Linked DNA regions of Mus musculus: region 2 is linked to region 1. Evidence: chromatin contacts called from public Micro-C data. All regions are on one chromosome and are shown on one strand. The core of a region is the stretch at or near the end of the contact, and the rest is flanking DNA. Distances in the headings are between cores, read along the strand shown.

What was found. A called contact is a pair of places that touch in the nucleus more often than the background predicts.
Region 2: a Micro-C map of muscle stem cells shows a contact between it and region 1, with 5 times the contacts expected there. The contact joins two enhancer-like sites. A contact is called at or near these places in 1 of 39 promoter capture datasets (hippocampal neurons), 1 of 15 datasets of contacts at CTCF or cohesin (pro-B cells), 14 of 484 Hi-C or Micro-C datasets (the C2C12 cell line, the G1E-ER4 cell line, the HL-1 cell line and 8 more) and 1 of 9 other capture datasets (liver).

What each region holds. Positions count from the first base shown.
Region 1 is chr12:91,068,041-91,073,385 of GRCm38.p6, forward strand. All of the region lies in intron 21 of Cep128 (centrosomal protein 128), which reads right to left. Among named protein-coding and RNA genes, the nearest start is that of 5430427M07Rik, 25 kb to the left of the region's middle. Within about 2 kb of position 2,706, at least 12 of the 459 cell types and tissues checked have an H3K27ac peak or open chromatin away from gene starts, as enhancers often do. A contact at or near this core is called in the C2C12 cell line and muscle stem cells, where this site is marked.
Region 2 is chr12:91,303,040-91,309,188 of GRCm38.p6, forward strand. The region is part of intron 10 of Cep128 (centrosomal protein 128); the gene reads right to left. Among named protein-coding and RNA genes, the nearest start is that of Cep128, 78 kb to the right of the region's middle. Within about 2 kb of position 2,917, at least 52 of the 459 cell types and tissues checked have an H3K27ac peak or open chromatin away from gene starts, as enhancers often do. A contact at or near this core is called in the C2C12 cell line and muscle stem cells, where this site is marked.

The DNA.
Region 1 (5,345 bases), core at 1,456-3,955:
ATCACCTCATCTCCCTGGATACTACCTATTTGTCATTTCATTAGATACTTATATGCTTTTTTTTTCAAAGTAACCTATTTCATTGTCCAAAAGGAGAAATCAAAACTAATCAATGAAAAAAAAAAACCCATAGTAACACATGAAGGTTTTATTTTAAAATGTCACTAAATGACCAGACAGTACCAAAAAAAAAAAAAAAAAAAAAAAAAAAAAAAGCAAGTTTCAGAAACATGCCAAATCCTGGCCTAGACAGAGTATCTAATAACACTCCTTGTCATCTGGCCTGGTGTGGCAAGGATCTGAGACACAGGGACAATCATAGGATTTAAAAGCAAACTCAAAGGGTCTCCTCTGCTTTTCCAGTGCATTCTCTTGGCTATTACTGTTGCCAAGATGGAGACTTGTGGGCTAGCAGCTGTTTTCTAGGCCTTCCTTCTGCTTCAATCTCAGATTAGCACTTAGACGGTGGTTTTGCTTGTTATGACATCATTGCTGACCATGACAAGTCAGTTGGTTGTTCCACTGAAGGTAGCGTTGTACTCTCACAAGGATGGGGTACAGTTTAGTATCTACTGCTGAAGGAAACCCAGAAGGGCCTGGGTGATGGCTTCTCAAGTGGAGAATGAAAATGGGAGGTGGTGGGGAATGAAGCTTTGTCGATTTGTCTCTAGACTTCAGACTGGAAAGTACAGCCTGAAAGGAGGGTGGTGAGTTTTGTTTCAAGATGCTACCAATTCCTCCACTTAGCTCTATAAAACTAATACTATAATTAGTTCTTTCACTCCACTTCAAAATAAAAGACTTTTATCTTTGAAAATGAAGGATCACTGTAAAATTCCTCCTACTATGTTTATAGCAGCCACATTTATAATAGCCAGAAGCTGGAAAGAACCCAGATGTCCCTCAACAGAAGAATGGATACAGAAAATGTGGTACATTTACACAATGGAGTACTACTCAGCTATTAAAAACAATGACTTCATGACATTCACAGGCAAATGGATGGAACTTGAAAATATCATCCTGAGTTAGGAAACCCAGTCAGGAAAGAACACACACTGTATGCATTCACTGATAAGTAGATATTAGCCCAAAAGTTCAGAATACCCAAGATACAATTCACAGACCAACTGAAGCTCAAGAAGAAGGAAGACCAAAGTGTGGATGCTTCAGTGCTTCCTAGAAGAGGTAACAAAACACTCACAGGAGCAAATGTGGAGACAAAGTGTGGAGCAGAGACTGAAGGAAAGTTCGGCCAGAGACTGCCCCACCTGGGGATCCATCCCATCTACAGTCACCAAACATGGACACTATTGCAGATGACAGAGGTGCTTGCTGACTTGAGCTGTCTCCTGAGAGGCTCTGCCAGAGCCTGACAAATACAGAAGTGGATGCTTGAAGCCAACCATTGGATTGAGCACAGGGTCCCCAATGGAGAAATTGGAGAAGGGACTAAAGGAGCTGAGGGGGTTTGCAGCCCCATGCAGGGAGCAACAGTGTCAACAGTCCAGACCCCCTGGAGCTCCCAGGGACTGGACCACCAATAATAGAGTACACATAGCTCCAGCCACATATGTGGCAGAGGATGGCCTTGTTGAACATCAGTGGGAGGAGTGGCCCTTGGGCCTGAGGGGGTTCAATGCCCCAGTGTAAGGGAAGGCCAGGGTAGTAAGGCGGCAGTGGGTGGGTGGGTAGGGGAGCACCCTCATTGAGGCAGGGGAAGGAGGGAGGGGTAGGAAGTTTCTGGAGGGGAGACCTGGAAAGGGGATAACATTAGAAATGTAAATTTAAAAAATCCAATAAAAGAAAGAAAAAAAGCTAAACACACACACACACACACACACACACACACACACACACAAAAGAAAGAAAGAAAAAGAAAAAAGAAAAAGAAGAAGAGAGAGACACAAGTAATGGGGTGAATAGGTAGGAATCTACAAAATGTACCTTAAAGGAAGAATGAAGGTGAAAGATGGCACTATCTTTCTCCTGGGAGTGCCCAATTCCACACTGAAATGGCTACTTGCAGGAGGGAAAAGGTGGTGTTCAGTGTGTGGCATCTGGGCTACAGCACCAGGGAAAATTATCAGCAGAATAAAATAAAGCCTATGGCCCAGGCAATGTAAATGACAGCTGATATGATTTCTAAGATAAACTATTCCCAGAGAGACATGCAAGAATAGCAGTTGGGGAGTAGAGGAAGAAAGCCAGCAACTCAGAACCCAACACATCATAATTTTTTTCAAGGACTTATTTACACTTAACAACACAGAATTCAGGTCTCCAGATGTGAAGCTAGTCACACATTTGCAGAAAAAAAAAATCTCTGATGCCTGAACAGGTCAAATTGCAGTGTTGACTATGTCACAGCTTATGAATAGGCTTGTGTCATCAAAATGTGTGGGAAATATTAGGGTGGTCTTATATTTTCAGAAAGAACAGCGATATGAATCTGATGACCTCCAATTACAGCTGGGCCAAGGAGAGCCCTGCAGATGACATCTCCTTTGTTTCCCTCAAGGGCACACATTCCCTGAGCTTCTTGGAAGAAAATGATGACAAGAAACCCCATCTAAGCACAGGACCCTTTGGCCCAAGCTCCTTCCTCCTGAGGACTGAATTACAGCCTCATCATTGTAAGGCTGCCATGTGTGTGACACAGTCTTAAATAGCACAACCACACAGTCCACCCTGGTGGTTAAATGGCTCATCTATGTGCAATTCCAACAATCCTCATCTTGGTTTACTCACAGAGTCATTGACTCAACCCTCTGCGGGGCGTTGTCATGTTCTGTCCACCTGGTGCTGTGTGTAACTACCTCTCAGTGTTACATGCCAGAGGGGCTGCAGCTGAGAATAGCCAAGACCTGAGCTGGACATTTTAAAACAAACTATTTGGCTGACTTTGTGTCACATTTTCTTCTTCCTATTTGGTTTGGCTTTAATTAAAACACTATTATCAATCTGTATTTCCTAATACACACAGAGAGGCACAGAAGAAAAGTGGGTAACGGATACAAAATTAAACTCAGATTACCTACCCTTGTGCAACCAATGGGTAGCTGGGCTGTTTTCATATATCTAATGATATAGAGGAAAACCACAAATGAATAACTTGTTTATACATCCCTGTAGGAAGCACACCTGAGGGATGGGTTATCCTGTATGCCCAACAATAAAGCAGATGCGGTTTTCAGCTATTCAACTTAAATAGCCTAAATATTCCTAGCTATGAAATACTTAACTGCTTTATCTTCCATCTGAGCTGCACTCTGAGCATTCACTGTAGTCTGACTAGCTTCTTCCCAAGGTGGAAGTTTAAATAGCAGATTCGGCTGTTTAAGAGAGATGGGAGTTAGGAAAGAGTAGGAGAGCTCTCTTATCTTAAAGTTATTGGGAATACTCAAAATAGTACAGTGGTAAAAATAACATGAATACACAGCATAATTTCCAGCTAATTTTTGAATTCTTACATTTAGAGAAAATACATCATTCAGTGTTTTTAAATGGTTCCCCAGGTAAGTCCTTATTGCACTTAAAACCACAAAGTCTAGAGAAATCAGTACTTGAAACATTGTCCCCTCCAGGATGGTAAGGAACACCGGGATTTAACGTAATGTGCACAAGTTGGCTTGATTTCACAAAACTGCACTGAAAGAAACGATTGTCAGTTCCCAGGTCTACGAAAAGAGGGAATATGCAGAACGATGGCTTTTTAGTGGCCACCCCTGGGCAGTCTCAGCTACCAGGAGTGTTGCTCAGACTCTCGTTTACTATAGGTAATGGAACATCCAGGATGCTCAGCTCAGTGATTTTAGATTAGGGAGGTCTCGTCATATGACATTAGACTTTTCTTCTCTGCCAATTCTACCAACAGAAATTTTATCTTATATAGAAGTGACAGACTTATTCCCAACATCCCTGTGCCAGTTCATCTCTCAAAATACATTTTCCCATTAGATTCCCATGAAGCTAGTCCAGGAGTCGGGAGAGTAGCCAGATCCAGCCAGTTACCTGTTTTCACAGGACCATGAACTGCAGCAGTCATTATATTTTTATTTGGTTGAAATAAACCAAAGGAGAGTGAAGTTGTATGAAATCAAAATGTCAGGGTCCTTAAACCAAGCTTTACTGAAACCTAACCTGGGAGTTGCTTAAGCCTTGTCTATGGTGTTTTCCACGATACAGTGCATAGCTCGAGCATGAGACAGGCCCAACTGCAGGTAGTTAGAATCTGGACCTTTCGACAAGCAGAGTGGCTACTGGAAGATGTTGATGTCTATTAAGAATTACTTTCTACTTGACAGAGAACATATTAAGAATTACTTTCTACTTGACAGAGAACATTGTGTGTTTCTGGAGAGGATATGATGATATGTATACGCACACGCACACACACACACACACACACACACACATCCGGTGGCAGGGAGAGGAGAGAACAGAGATAGAAGAGGAGAAGAGAAAGAGTGCCATTTTATTTTACATCTTTACTACTCTCTTTGCAAGTTGGGCATGCATAGAGCAATGCTCAGACTACAGACTATTTCTCAGGACATTGTTTATTCCTTTTAGCAAGTTTTATTTTTTCATTTTCTTCCAATGTCTTATTTCCTTTCTTTCCCACTCCTTCATTTCCACTAATGTATGTACTTAATTCACAATGTGAAGACATTTATTGGGATAGGCACTATGTTAGACATAAGATCAATAAGGGAGATAAAGTCTGTCTTTCTTTGTGGAGCTCGTCTGTCAAAGGATAGCAAAGATATAAATAAAGAGGGTATGCAGGGACCGTGCCTGTGATATGGATGGAGATTTGCTGTGCATAGGCTGGGAAGGTTTAGTCCTAATAAAGAGACAATATCTGAGATGATGCTTAAAGGATGGAAATGAGAAAGTCATTGAGAAATCTATGGAGAAGTGCATTTCTTCTCATTTACCCAGGAGTGGGTAGTGATGCAAAGGTCCAGAGAGCAGAATGATTGTTCTTAATTCCAAGGTCTGAAAACAAAAGGGACACTGTACTGTCTACAGAAACATCTCTTTCAGCTGCCTGCATCAAATATCAACAGTTTTTTTTTTTCAAATTCTAGGTACCAAAATGTGTACTTGTACTTTAGCATATGTTCTTAATTTTAATAGTCCCCCAACTCCCAAAAGCAGATTGCTATTAATTTTATTTAAAGTAAAAAACAAAGAACATTAGTGTTGAATTTCAAATCATGCTCACATGAAGCATTGTGTGTAATACAAGTCTACTTCAAAGGAATCTAATCCGCCCCCCTCCTTTTTCTCCTTATTTTCCTCTTTATTTCTTCTGTAATGTATGCCAGGCTGGCCTC
Region 2 (6,149 bases), core at 1,667-4,166, 240 kb after region 1:
AGAGTGCTAGGACTGAAGACATCCATCATTTCGCCAGATCCTTAGTTGAATTAAAATATTTTCCTTTAAAATACTGTTAACTTTACAGAAGAATTGCAAAGATAGCCCAGAGATTTTATACATTCTTCAAAAAGTTTTCTCTTAAACTAACATGTAACATAGTATGTTACATTTACCAAAATTGAAATAATCACGTCATATTAGGCTAAAGATTCTATTTCCACTAAATGTACTTTTTGTTCCAACAATTGATATATACTGTACTGCATTCAGCTGACTCCTTTTCCATAGCCTCATATAACCAGTTAGTTTCTGGGTTTCCCTTGTCATTTAACTTATCAGTGTTTCTACAGTGTACTGGTCAAGTATGAATTTGGCAAGAGGTGGAGAAAGGAATGGACACTATAATTAAAGTACCTTCTACTGCATCACATTGTAGGGCCAACATGACTCATGGTGAGATTACCCTCAGATGCTAGAGTAAAGTAAGGTGATGTCCATCACACTTTGATAGAATAATTTAGTCCCCTCTGTAAGATAGTCTCCAGTTACACCCACTTTCACCTTATTTTCCACCTCTGAGAAGAAAATATCTAATAATGTGTTTAAATGAGTAAAAAGCATCATTACCGTTGTACTTGGGAATGTTTTGAGGCTACACAAACACTCAAGGAATTTTAGCTCAAGTCCAAATCCATAGATCACTATAGCAGTTACTTAGGTCTTTGTTACCAACCCCAAAGTCTCCCCATCAGAACATGCAGTCTAACAGCATCTAGAGACTTAGTAAGTTTACTCACAGGTCATGCTCACTAGGTAATAAAATCCTGAATGTCTTTATTCAAATCCCAGAAGGCATACTATATCAAAATAATTAATGAGTGATCTAGAATTATGTCCAACTATGTAAGTGAATATAATACACTCAGCAAGTCTCCATCAAACATGATGTTTTCTAAGTCCCTAGGGAACTCCAATCACCTATCTCTTCCAATATGTCTTGTCAAGTATGTGTTGGTCTGTCTGTAGCTTGTGACACTAGGCAACCTTCTAAATCCTACCTGATTTGTTTAGAGCAATCTGTTTCCATCCCAGTGATATGTTCTGAGCATCTAAACTCATAACCCATCTCTAACACATCGATGCCTCTGCCTTGTAAAGAAAGACTGTCATTTAACAGGTAATATGTGAAACAGTCATGTTCATTCTCACACAAATGAATATTTACTCCATTTGTCTCGTCTTGTAATCAATGTAAGTACTTATTATTCTCATTGGTATAAAACTAAATGAATTTAACTTAAATCAAGTTATGAAACTAAAACTGTCTTTTAAATTCAAATACCCATGCAAATAGGTTTAATTTTTTTTTAAAACACATCTATTTCTCTCTTTCTTCCTTTTTTTTTTTTGGGGGGGGGGGGGGGTTCGAGACAGGGTTTCTCTGTGTAGCCCTGGCTGTCCTGGAACTCACTTTGTAGACCAGGCTGGTCTTGAACTCAGAAACCCGCCTGCCTCTGCCTCCGCCTCCCAAGTGCTGGGATTAAAGGTGTGCGCCACCACTGCCTGGCTATCTACATCTCTCAAACATCCAAGAACATAAAGCAATCTTATACTCCTTCTTTCTTATCCACTTCAAGTTTCAGCACTTGATCACCTCTTTACAATAACGCTTTTCAAAAATAATAGTTTTCTGCTGAAGTCTACTTACTGCCTAAAACTTTATTTGATACTTTCCTTTTTAATATCCCTTGTGGTGTAAGGATGTGTAAGTCTGAGAAATTTTAGGCAATGGGATCCTTTAATTCTATTGTTTCAGGAAGAAGTGCACATACGAGGCACTGAGGAGTCATCAGAGCAAAGGACCCACTTGTGTTACATCAAGAAATGCCATCCCATTCAGACATCATCTCTGCTTTTACAGCAGCATGAGGCAGCAGACACATCAGCCCAGGGGCAATATTCTAACCTTGAATATTAAAGCAATTCTTCTTCATTAGGTAGTTCAGCATAAAAGTCACAAAAGTCTATACCATTCAGTCTGGATTGGAACAGCCTTCAACTTCTGAAAACAGATTAACACTGAAAAAGAAACATTTTACGAATGGGCAAGTCAAAATGACGAGCTATTGTGTTAAGCATTCACTCTAAGGGTTAACTCGTCTACTTCCTCTCTGAAGGGGCTAACCCCTGCACTGGTTTCTGTCTCCCTTTGACTAGACCAGGCAACTCAGAATTACATTAAAACTGACCTCGTAAAAGCAGCTATAAAAGAAAAGAAAGGATCACTTGCTGGTGAATGTCTACAACTGTGTTGTTTTGCCCTTTTAAGCTTAGTTTTCTTAGAGCCGCTTAGCCATAAAGCTATGGTGTGCCCTGCTCCAGAACTGTCATTGTCTTTTACAGTTTTAAGATCACAGGGATACCACAGAGTCTTAATAGAGGGCCCCTGAGGCACATTTAAATCTTTAAAAACAACAATTTTTCTTTTTTCCTTGAGTGTGGCTATTTGCACTACAAGGACAAACACATTGAACACTATTACAGTTCTTTAGAAGCAGATGAATGTAAACACTTACTGTTGTGGATTACCAAGAACGCAACCTTTCCTTTAGTGAGTGGAGGAAAAGGCAAAAGGAAAATGTGTGTGGAAACTCCCGCATCTTTCACAATAAACGTGTTTACCAAGCGTCTCTAATAGATGACACATTCAAATATGTGGAACAAATAGAAATTACAGGCTCCTTGTGTCTGCTGCAAAGGGACCAGCAAACTTGGTTATAATGATGGCACTAGAACCCTTAGTGAAAGATTGCATGCTAACTTTCTCATGGGCAGGGCCACTGGTATTCCCAGAGCAAAGCCATGAGCATCACGTGTCCTGATTCATGCTCAGCAGTGTTACAATGCATACCTCTGGTCACAGGGAAGAACGTGGAAATGATTCACTTGGAAACCCGCAAAACTAAAACAGGAAGAAAAAGACCTCCGGACTCATCTGAAACATGAGTCAGAATCATTATGCTCGCAGGGATGAACGGTCCGGTCAGCCTTTTTTTTTTCAGTATTTTATTTTCAGATAAAAACACATCACTGAGAAACAGAGCACAGATGCTCTTTCTCTACTTTTATGTTTAAATTTCCCACATAAAGATGAAGTAAAAGTCAGAGAATAAATACCTTAAGATTTCCAGATTACAATGAGATTACAATACCAATCAGATCACATGATACATAAGTTGAAGTTAGAAGTTGGTATTTATGTATATTATAAATGTCAACAATATCTTTGAGGACATTTGTTTACTCCCTGTTGAAAAGAAATTGTATTAAGGAGACAGGATTTATGAAATATTATGATAGAAACTGAATTTTCTTTTAAGAACACAGTTGGAAAAAAAAAAAGAACACAGTTGGGTGGCTAGCTCTGAAATTCTCTGTAGAAGCCTAAATACAACTCCAAAGCCTCAAACAAATGGACTAACGCACACTGGAAGAAAGTTTTCTGTGAAACCCAAGGACGCTGTTGCTCAGAATGAATGTGATTTGCTTAAATTAATGGAGATTTTTAGTTCGTCGAGTTCCACGAATTTCCAAAGGCTGTTTTTTCCTAAATCAAGTCAGAGATTGCTCCCCACGAGAAGGAGCTCAAGTCATGGAAAATCTTAGCCTTTAAGTCCACCCAGTTGGAGATTATCTGTGCCAACAAAAACTAATGCTCAAAAAAATGGTTTCTATCAAGTCAGAAAAACAATACACTTATATTCTAAATCTCTAAACAAACAAGTTTTCGACTCAAAACTAGCTAAATGGATTTTTTAAACTGTTAAAAAGCAGTTTATTTTATAGCCATGACCAGGGAAAGAAAAGCCTGCATTAAAAGCTACAACTAAAACAAACAAACTCCCTGTTTGGTTTTGGTAAGGTGGTGAGACTGCATGATGAAAATCTCAAGGAGATCCAATACACATGCCGACATGACACCTGCTCATCTGGGAGCTATCAGTGTAAAGGACACAAGTTCATAGGCCTGACAGTTGCTGGTCCCAGGGGTACATTCCTTTAATCCCAGCACTTGGGAGGCAGAGGCAGGTGGATGTCTGTAAGTTCAAAGCCAGACTGAGCTATCTAGTGATGCTTGGGCTCAAAAGGTGGGGAAAACCTGCTGACAGTTGAACCTGTAGGCTTCCCTCACGTGAGAGGCAAGCACATAAGTAGTCACAAGGAGCTGGCTTTTTTTTTTTTTTTTTTTTCCGAGACAGGGTTTCTCTGTATAGCCCTGGCTTTCCTGGAACTCACTTTGTAGACCAGGCTGGCCTCAAACTCAGAAATCCACCTGCCTCTGCCTCCCAAGTGCTGGGATTAAAGGCATGCACCACCATGCCCGGAGCTGGCTTTTAATGGTCATTGTAGACTCTACTACAAGTGGTTAAGTTCAAGTTATCAAAAGTAAAACATTATCTAATGATAATTCTAATCCTTAGCAAGGAGCCTTAAAGTTGTCTACGGTTTTCTAACATAAAGCCCAGAGATTTGCTTTGGGAATGGGCCTCTCCATGCCATCTGATTATCTCCTTTTCTTGTATGATCTGGTGCTTACTATGCTGGGAATCCAAGAGACTTTACAAGGAATATTGTGGTAGGATACATCAGAATTTATTCTGACCTACTTTCCCTAAGCAAACTTCGGGAAACTTCTCAACTCCAGTCAAAATATATTATTGGAGTCTGTTACTGTTTGAGGCACCTGGATCCAATGAGGCCAAAGAAGGTCATGGGTTCAGTCACCATGAATGCCAATTTGCTTTGCTTTGCCTCACAGCCATAATCTTTACCTCTAACACCTTAGCCAAAGGCCATGGGGAAGATGGACTAGGCCAGAGATCTGGGATGAGTCAGCAAAACTCCACTACCATGACTATGAAAATAATTCAAGACTAAACGCCCTCCTGACCAGTGTCAGGATTTCAGCCTTCAACTGTTTATAAATTTGCAGATCTGCAAAACAAATGCGTCGTTACTGCTTAAGAAGTTGGTGGGCTGAAATGCCATGCAAGCCTTTTAAAGTCTTTAATTCAAAAACAACAGTGGTAATAAGCATTATTCCCTGAAAGACCACTGCTTTTACTGGAACAGATTGTATTTTTATGCAATCTTTTACTTAATAAAAAACTTGCAAGTAAAGTTAAATGTGAGCCCAGCAAGGCACTTTCCAGGATTTCCTTCAAAATCAGAAGGCAGAATGCTCTTAGCAGAGGCTCTGTTTTCATCTGAGTAGTTTCCTCTCAAAAAAGCAACCCCGGCTTTTCTCAGAGGACCAGAGCAATGTGATATCCATTTGACGCTCTAAGTGGGGCCACTGAGCTAGAACTGTTGACAAACAGAAGATCATAGATAATTGTGGAAATTGAAATTAGAATTTCTCAAGGTTCATCTGTCTGCGGACAGAAAAGCCCGTAAACACACAACATCTTCCATTGTTCAGAGGCCCCAGGAATGTTATTTTATGCCTTTTGGTTTGGGGGTTTTGGGTTTTTACTACTTTCTAATAAAAATAAAACAGGACGGAATGGATGAATAAAGCTATCTGTAGCTGAGTGCTCTTTGTTTGCACAATATTACTATGCACTCAGTAGCTGCCCAATAAATATTAATTGATAATGATGGAAAAGGATTTTATAAACAGATGGCCTAGCAAAAATTCACTGAAGGATGTAGACAGAAGCATCGACCCTGTAACACAGAGATGATACTAATCCTACTTACAGAAACTCTCAGGCTATGGTCAGGCAGTTGTTCAGTCAACAAGAGCAAAAGACACTTTTCATCATTACCAAAGACTCAGCAGCACTGAACACTTACCTGCAGACAGTTCTGCATAGAGGTCCACACACAGCCTCCTGACAGCCTGATTTGTTATCACTGATAATGGAAAGGTGCACAGCAGGGAAGAAGAGCAGATACACGTGATTTCAATGATACCTTTGGATCTAGTAATATGTGGCATGAACACAAAGTGTCAGCCCTATACCCAACTTACAGCAGAAATAAGCATCGGTAATGTAAAATCCCAGTGCTGCCACGCAAAGTCAGGGACTTCACAGAACACCTTCACATGTGCTGAAAGAACGGGTTTCCTTAAAGCTAGA